Regions from separate parts of the Mus musculus genome. Here region 2 is linked to region 1. A link is a contact called in public Hi-C data. All regions are on one chromosome and are shown on one strand. Each heading gives the region's core, a stretch centred on a gene start, on an enhancer-like site or on the middle of the called end of the contact. The rest is flanking DNA. Distances are from core to core; before and after follow the strand shown.

Region 1 (2,982 bases), core at 228-2,727:
GTAACCACAAAATGCAGGAATAGGTGATAAGGAGCTAACATGGAGGTAGAGAACCCTAACAGGGCTTGTGAAGGTCCAGTCAGGTTCTGGTGAGGATGAAAGGAGTCAACAGATGGAGATGGTTTTAGGGAGATCTCAGGATTCTCATTTTGATGAGATGCTCTGACTGACATACACTTTACCACTGTGTCTCACCCTAGCAGAAAACACAATTCAGTCCACATAGCTTAGACCCCGCCCCCAAGAAGTGGAGACAAGAATCACACACTGCAGCCTGGGAGGTCTGTCAGTGTGGGAGAAATAATACCATGGTTTATTTTTTTCTCATTTCTTGCCTTGGGTTCCCAAGCACTCTGGTCACATCTCTTTATCTTTCTTTATCTTTCTAGGTAATTGGTCACATTATCTTTCTAGGTAATTGTCTATTCAACTATCCAGTGGGTTGTGATATGAGCTGGGTCGGGGGGAAAGGCAGGCGCCCTTTGATTTTTATAGCCTCAGAATTTTGCACGGGATCTGGCTCCCTGGATTGGTTCTAGAAGTGACAGCACAAATATCTAAACAAATGAGTCAGTAAATGCAATTGAGCAAGCTCCTACCTACACTATCAATCTCATCCGTCTCTGGCCTGCTATCACGGATTGCCTTGCTCTCTGGTCGGTCTTAATAAGTCAGCAGCTTTTTCTTTCCTTCTGGCCCCTACTTACCACTCGCAAATTTTCACCAGTTGTGTATCAGTGGCCCATTAGAAGTCAGTTACTTCTTCATAAGCTTTCATTGATGTACAGAGTTACTTTTCAGATTACTCTCATGCCATGGAGATTTCTGTGCTCTTTGTTTTGTGACCTTGGATGCTAGAGCTTTACTATCATCATCATCATCATCATCATCATCATCATCATCATCATCATCATCATCATCATCATCTCACCCGTCCCTTCTGATTAGCAAAATTTTTCTGGGCTTCTACTGACTGATAATTTCCTGATCTAAACTTTGAAATTTGAAAGCTGCATATGTATCAAAAGATGGCCTAGTCGGCCATCACTGGAAAGAGAGGCCTATTGGACACGCAAACTTTATATGCCTCAGTACAGGGGAACGCCAGGGCCAAAAAGGGGGAGTGGGTGGGTAGGGGAGTGGGGGTGGGTGGGTATGGGTGACTTTTGGTATAGCATTGGAAATGTAAATGAGCTAAATACCTAATAAAAAATGGAAAAAAAAAAGAAAGGAAGGAAGGAAGGAAGGAAAGAAAGAAAGAAGGAAGGAAGGAAGGAAGGAAGGAAGGAAGGAAGGAAGGAAGGAAGGAAGGAAGGAAGGAAAGAAAGAAAGAAAGAAAGAAAGCCCACATTACACAAGAGGCTTTGATGCTCTCTTAACCCGTTTGGAGTTAGTAAGACCAGTGTTATAGTTTGGAGAGGGATAGGAAACAGGGAAGAAAGATTCACTGCAATACACAGAGTGGTTCGTCTTAAGAGGCAGTAAAGAGTGAAGAGAAGTCACAGGAAAAGCCAGCATTGGAAGGAGGAAGATAAGAAAGCATGGACTGGATTCAAGCCAGTTATTGATTCTTAGTTCCACGTCTGCCCCAGATAAACCTTGGCTTACAAGAAATCAAATTTGTGCAGATGTAAATACATCCCCTTCAGTTAGCTAAGGAGATAAGCAAGTCTGCCTGTGCATAAAATAAATCCAAATGTTTAATTGTAAGTAAAAGCTAAAGATGTTGTGTGTGGGGTGAAAGGAGACTTGTCATTGAGAGTACAACAACAACAACAACAACAAAAACCTTCCTTTGAATTTTATTTTAAATTGGTTTAGTTTGTTCTTAACTTTTGTCCTTCCCTGAACTCAGTTTTAGGACTCAGTGAACAATCTCTGGGACCGCTGGGTGATGTGCATGGTGGGTCTTTTCTTCCATCTAGCGGCGATATGTGTAATTACATGTTATTCTCCCAAGTCTGAAATTGTTCATTACAATGGGATTCAATTTTCTTCTCCCCCACCCCACCCTTTAGCTAAAGCAAAGTGAAGCGAACGCGGACACCAAAGAAAAACTCCCTTTGCGCTTGAGAATCTTCGAAAAATTTCCAAACAGACCGCAAATGGTGAAAATCTCAAAACTTCCTTCAGATTTTACAGTTCCTAAAATCAGGTATCAGATTGTTTCGTTGACTGTATCTCTTCACAACGTGGCTTACCATCTAAGTTAACCTCAGCCTTCTTTCAGACTGGCACGTGGGTAGGTTTGGGGTTGTGTTTGAAATTGTTATCTCCTGTTCTTCTCCCTGCCTTTGTGGTACAAAGCCTTTGAGTTCCATGAGTCATCCCTTCAGAGAAGAAGCAAGTGAGACACAAGCTTGTGTCCCCGCCTCCATCTGAAGACTTTTTGGTCATGAGACCTCCTAGGTATAGACAAGGTGGACTTTTCAGTCATTAGACCTCCTAGGCATAGACAAGGTGAACTTTGCTCAGAGGGAAAGAGGACAGACTTCGATGTGAGCACTTTATCTCTAAATACATCAGGCAGGCAGCTCTGGAAGGTGTCTTTGTTACAGCAGCATTGGCTTATATGGCCATCTGGTCACAGTGTAATCTGCCTCCCACTGGTTAAAAGAACCTTAACATTTACACCCACACTGATTCAGTTTGCACTAGCTTTGCCTTCCTGCTAAACAAATGCATTCTTAAGGTGCTTGGAACTTCCTGCTTTTAATAATTGGAGGAAAGTCTTCCAATGATAACTCAAAAGGCTCCAGGTACAATCATGAAATCATATAGACTTTTCCATTTTTTTAAAATTTATTCACTTATTTATCTTTAAACATCTTGGTGAGGGATTAGGGAAGGTTGAGATTAGGTGCAATGCCAAACACTTGAAACTCCAATAGAAAAAGAGGATCATGTCACTTAATGCCTGGAGAGAGTTCTGGACATTTTCATGGTTTTATCAACATCAGATATGTTGATGCAGATGGTGAT
Region 2 (2,900 bases), core at 354-2,853, 600 kb before region 1:
TAACTTATATCAGTTTACTAAAGTTGTTTGAATTGAAGACCCAGTTGGGCAGTCAGAAATAGAGAAACACACAAAAGTCTGTCCTAGTGCTGTGTAATATGCTTTCCTCTGAATTTCTAAAATGGCCTAGAAATAAGAATCCAGTTGTCTCCCATGGGATCATTAAGGATATTCGGTACCAAGCCAGATTTCACATGCATTTCCATTCCATCCATCCCAGCATTCACAGTTTCCACAGCTACAGATTCCATTCCCTGCAATAAAATAAACACAGAAATCATGATTATGATCAGAATACACCATTAGAATATATAACTATGAACCATATCTGTTCATGAGGAAACCATTTATCCTCCCTAAAGTGTCTAAACATCTTTAAGATAATCAATGGCATCTCTTTGATTCCATAATTTATTAATTGAACAGTACCTACCTTTCATCACTCAGCTGGGCTCCCATATCACAGTTCTATCTTCTGTTAGTAGGCAAACCATGTATGACTTACAAATAAACATTGAAAAGCATAAAGCCCCTTCATATTAAATTAGGCAGACCTGAGAGCTGGAAGAAATCCTTGTCTAGTAAGGTGGACAGAAAGTGATTGTCTAATTTAATGTCATGCAAAAATAATCATATTTAACCAAACTAAAAATGTTTGATTACAAAAATATTTTGTTACTGAGACTTTTACCAATGGTATATTGAATCAGCTAGAAATCTAATAAGTGGGCATACATTTTATAATTAAAATATTAACTTTAGGTTAATTATTTAACTTAGTTTAATATTATTTATGGCCAATTATTAGAACTCAACAAATTTGGTTTGATGGCCATTACACAGTTAAATATTTAGTATACTCTGTTGTTATCTCTCATCTCCTCCCCATACATATTCATACATATATCCAGTTTTCTAAAAACAGCCAATACACCAACTTGTAGCTTGTGAATGCTGCTTTAAATAATACCCCTTCCCTGTCTGGACCATATTAAAATGAAATGGTTGTCAACAGACTTCTGTATTTGTATAATTGTCTTTGTGTAAGTTTATATAATAGGTTATTTTGTGAAAATTTTCCAGCAGTCATACAATCTGGCTTTCAATGTTTGCATTTTTCTAGGGAAAATGTTATTTTGTATTTACAGATGTTCATTTTTCCTTTCAGAGTTACTACACATGGGCATTGTTCATTTGAGTGCATGGACGCTGCCCTCTCTGCCCTATCTAAAGCAGTGTGTGGTAGATGTCATTTTACTCTATTGTCATTTGTGGCACAAAACAATTAGTGTAGGTCAATACTGTACCTGTGCAAATGAGACCATCGTGTTTGTCACAGTCTCTGTCATCACAGTCACAAAACTCCCCTGAAATATACCACTCTTCTCCAGAACAAATGCACTTTCCACAATGACAAGAACCTGAAATCACAAAGGGTGTTACTCACTGTCACCAGAGAAATAAAGGTTTTCATCAAGAGGAAAGTATCGTTGACACACTGACAATAGACTTGTAATAACCCATCTTCTAAAGGAAAAAAGTTTATTGAATAGCTGCTTCTCAGAGGGGAGCTTTACTTACTGTAATACATATAGGTCATCCGGGAAAGCCTTCCTTATAGATCTAGACCGTTGCAATTAGCCTTGAGCAAAAATGTTCCTTGGTCCAGTCTGGTGGAAATGTCAATGAAACAGGATGTGGCTCACCCTTAGAGATGCTCTCCCCAAAAGGTATTCAAAATAGATGGTTGACTTGTTTTTTTCTTTTTCAATTGAATTGCATTTTAAGGTCCCTGTTCTCTACAGGAATGTACTACGAAATTATATCAAATGAAGATTTTTATTTTACAATCAAAGAATTACTAAATTATTGAGCTAATCATTTTATAGTTTCATTTACATGCATTTCTTGAAATCGGAACACACAAACTTCATGCTGAGTGGCAGGGTGAAATGCTAAAAATGCAAACTTAATTCCGTATGTCTGATTGATGGCTCAGGCTTGTGCTTTAGGATTTGCTACAATCAGCAAGAGTTCTAAAAAAAAAATTTCTGAATAGGGTCTAGTCAATTTTCCCACCACATAAACTTCCTATGTGGTTTCCTCGAATTTAATTTAAAAACTATTTAGTTATTAAAATATTTTGTGGTAACAGAGAATATTACTAGCAACTTAAAATTAAAAAAAAATAGATTTGTGATGTCTCAAAAGGATTCTCTTGGTATAAATGCCTTTCAAGCCAGGCTTGAAAAATCACAAGGTTAACCTACTTTTGGTACAGCTAGTGGGACAAATACAGAATTCAAAAGGACCTCTTCCATTTCTTTGTTTGACTTTTTTGTTGGACACAATTTTCTTTTACTACAAGATGCTGGTAGTTATTCCTAAGTTACTCAAGTAACCAGTCACCTTGAGAGAATACAAAATAATAAAAGTTTTTAATGCAGTTAGAAAAACTCCAACTCGTTAAGCTTTAAATACACAGAGGAGATTCAGGGTTAAATTCTGAGTACTTCTGTTGATTAACATATGATCAAAGACTTGCAAGAATAGACAGCAGAAGACCTCAGTTTTGGGAAGTGGATGACTATGATACTGTCATATGTATCATGAAAGAATTCAAGTTAAAGTGTCCCAAGCATTTGTAAGCTCATGCCATGGAAACTGATACACATATTTTAGGTTAAAGAATCTCCCACATCAAAATTTCACTTTTGTCATCCCTCATCACACATCTTAAGGCAAAAAAGTAGTCAGAACCAGGTAAGAGATAATAACTGCATTATATTAATTTTACTTCATTGTTAAGTGCAGCACGATTTCACTTAATCTTGCTTTCCTGAGAGTCTGGACTGACTTTCAGGCTCTTTAGGTCAATATGTGGAGTTCTTCCAGTTTTG

Evidence for each region. A called contact is a pair of places that touch in the nucleus more often than the background predicts.
Region 2: a contact with region 1 is called in a Hi-C map of the N1E-115 cell line, with 5 times the contacts expected there. The contact joins two enhancer-like sites. A contact is called at or near these places in 2 of 484 Hi-C or Micro-C datasets (the N1E-115 cell line and cortical neurons) and 1 of 115 datasets of contacts at active chromatin or transcription factors (fibro-adipogenic progenitors).

The regions. Positions count from the first base shown.
Region 1 is chr14:123,370,651-123,373,632 of GRCm38.p6, reverse strand. It overlaps Nalcn (sodium leak channel, non-selective), which reads left to right. Exons shown (of 44, transcript NM_177393.4): 16 at 2,019-2,155. Among named protein-coding and RNA genes, the nearest start is that of AA536875, 200 kb to the right of the region's middle. Within about 2 kb of position 1,477, at least 4 of the 459 cell types and tissues checked have an H3K27ac peak or open chromatin away from gene starts, as enhancers often do. A contact at or near this core is called in the N1E-115 cell line, where this site is marked.
Region 2 is chr14:123,970,639-123,973,538 of GRCm38.p6, reverse strand. Itgbl1 (integrin, beta-like 1) reads right to left here. Exons shown (of 11, transcript NM_145467.2): 10 at 1,308-1,421; 11 at 1-254. The coding sequence ends at 163. Among named protein-coding and RNA genes, the nearest start is that of 1700024B18Rik, 16 kb to the left of the region's middle. Within about 2 kb of position 1,603, at least 1 of the 459 cell types and tissues checked has an H3K27ac peak or open chromatin away from gene starts, as enhancers often do. A contact at or near this core is called in the N1E-115 cell line, where this site is marked.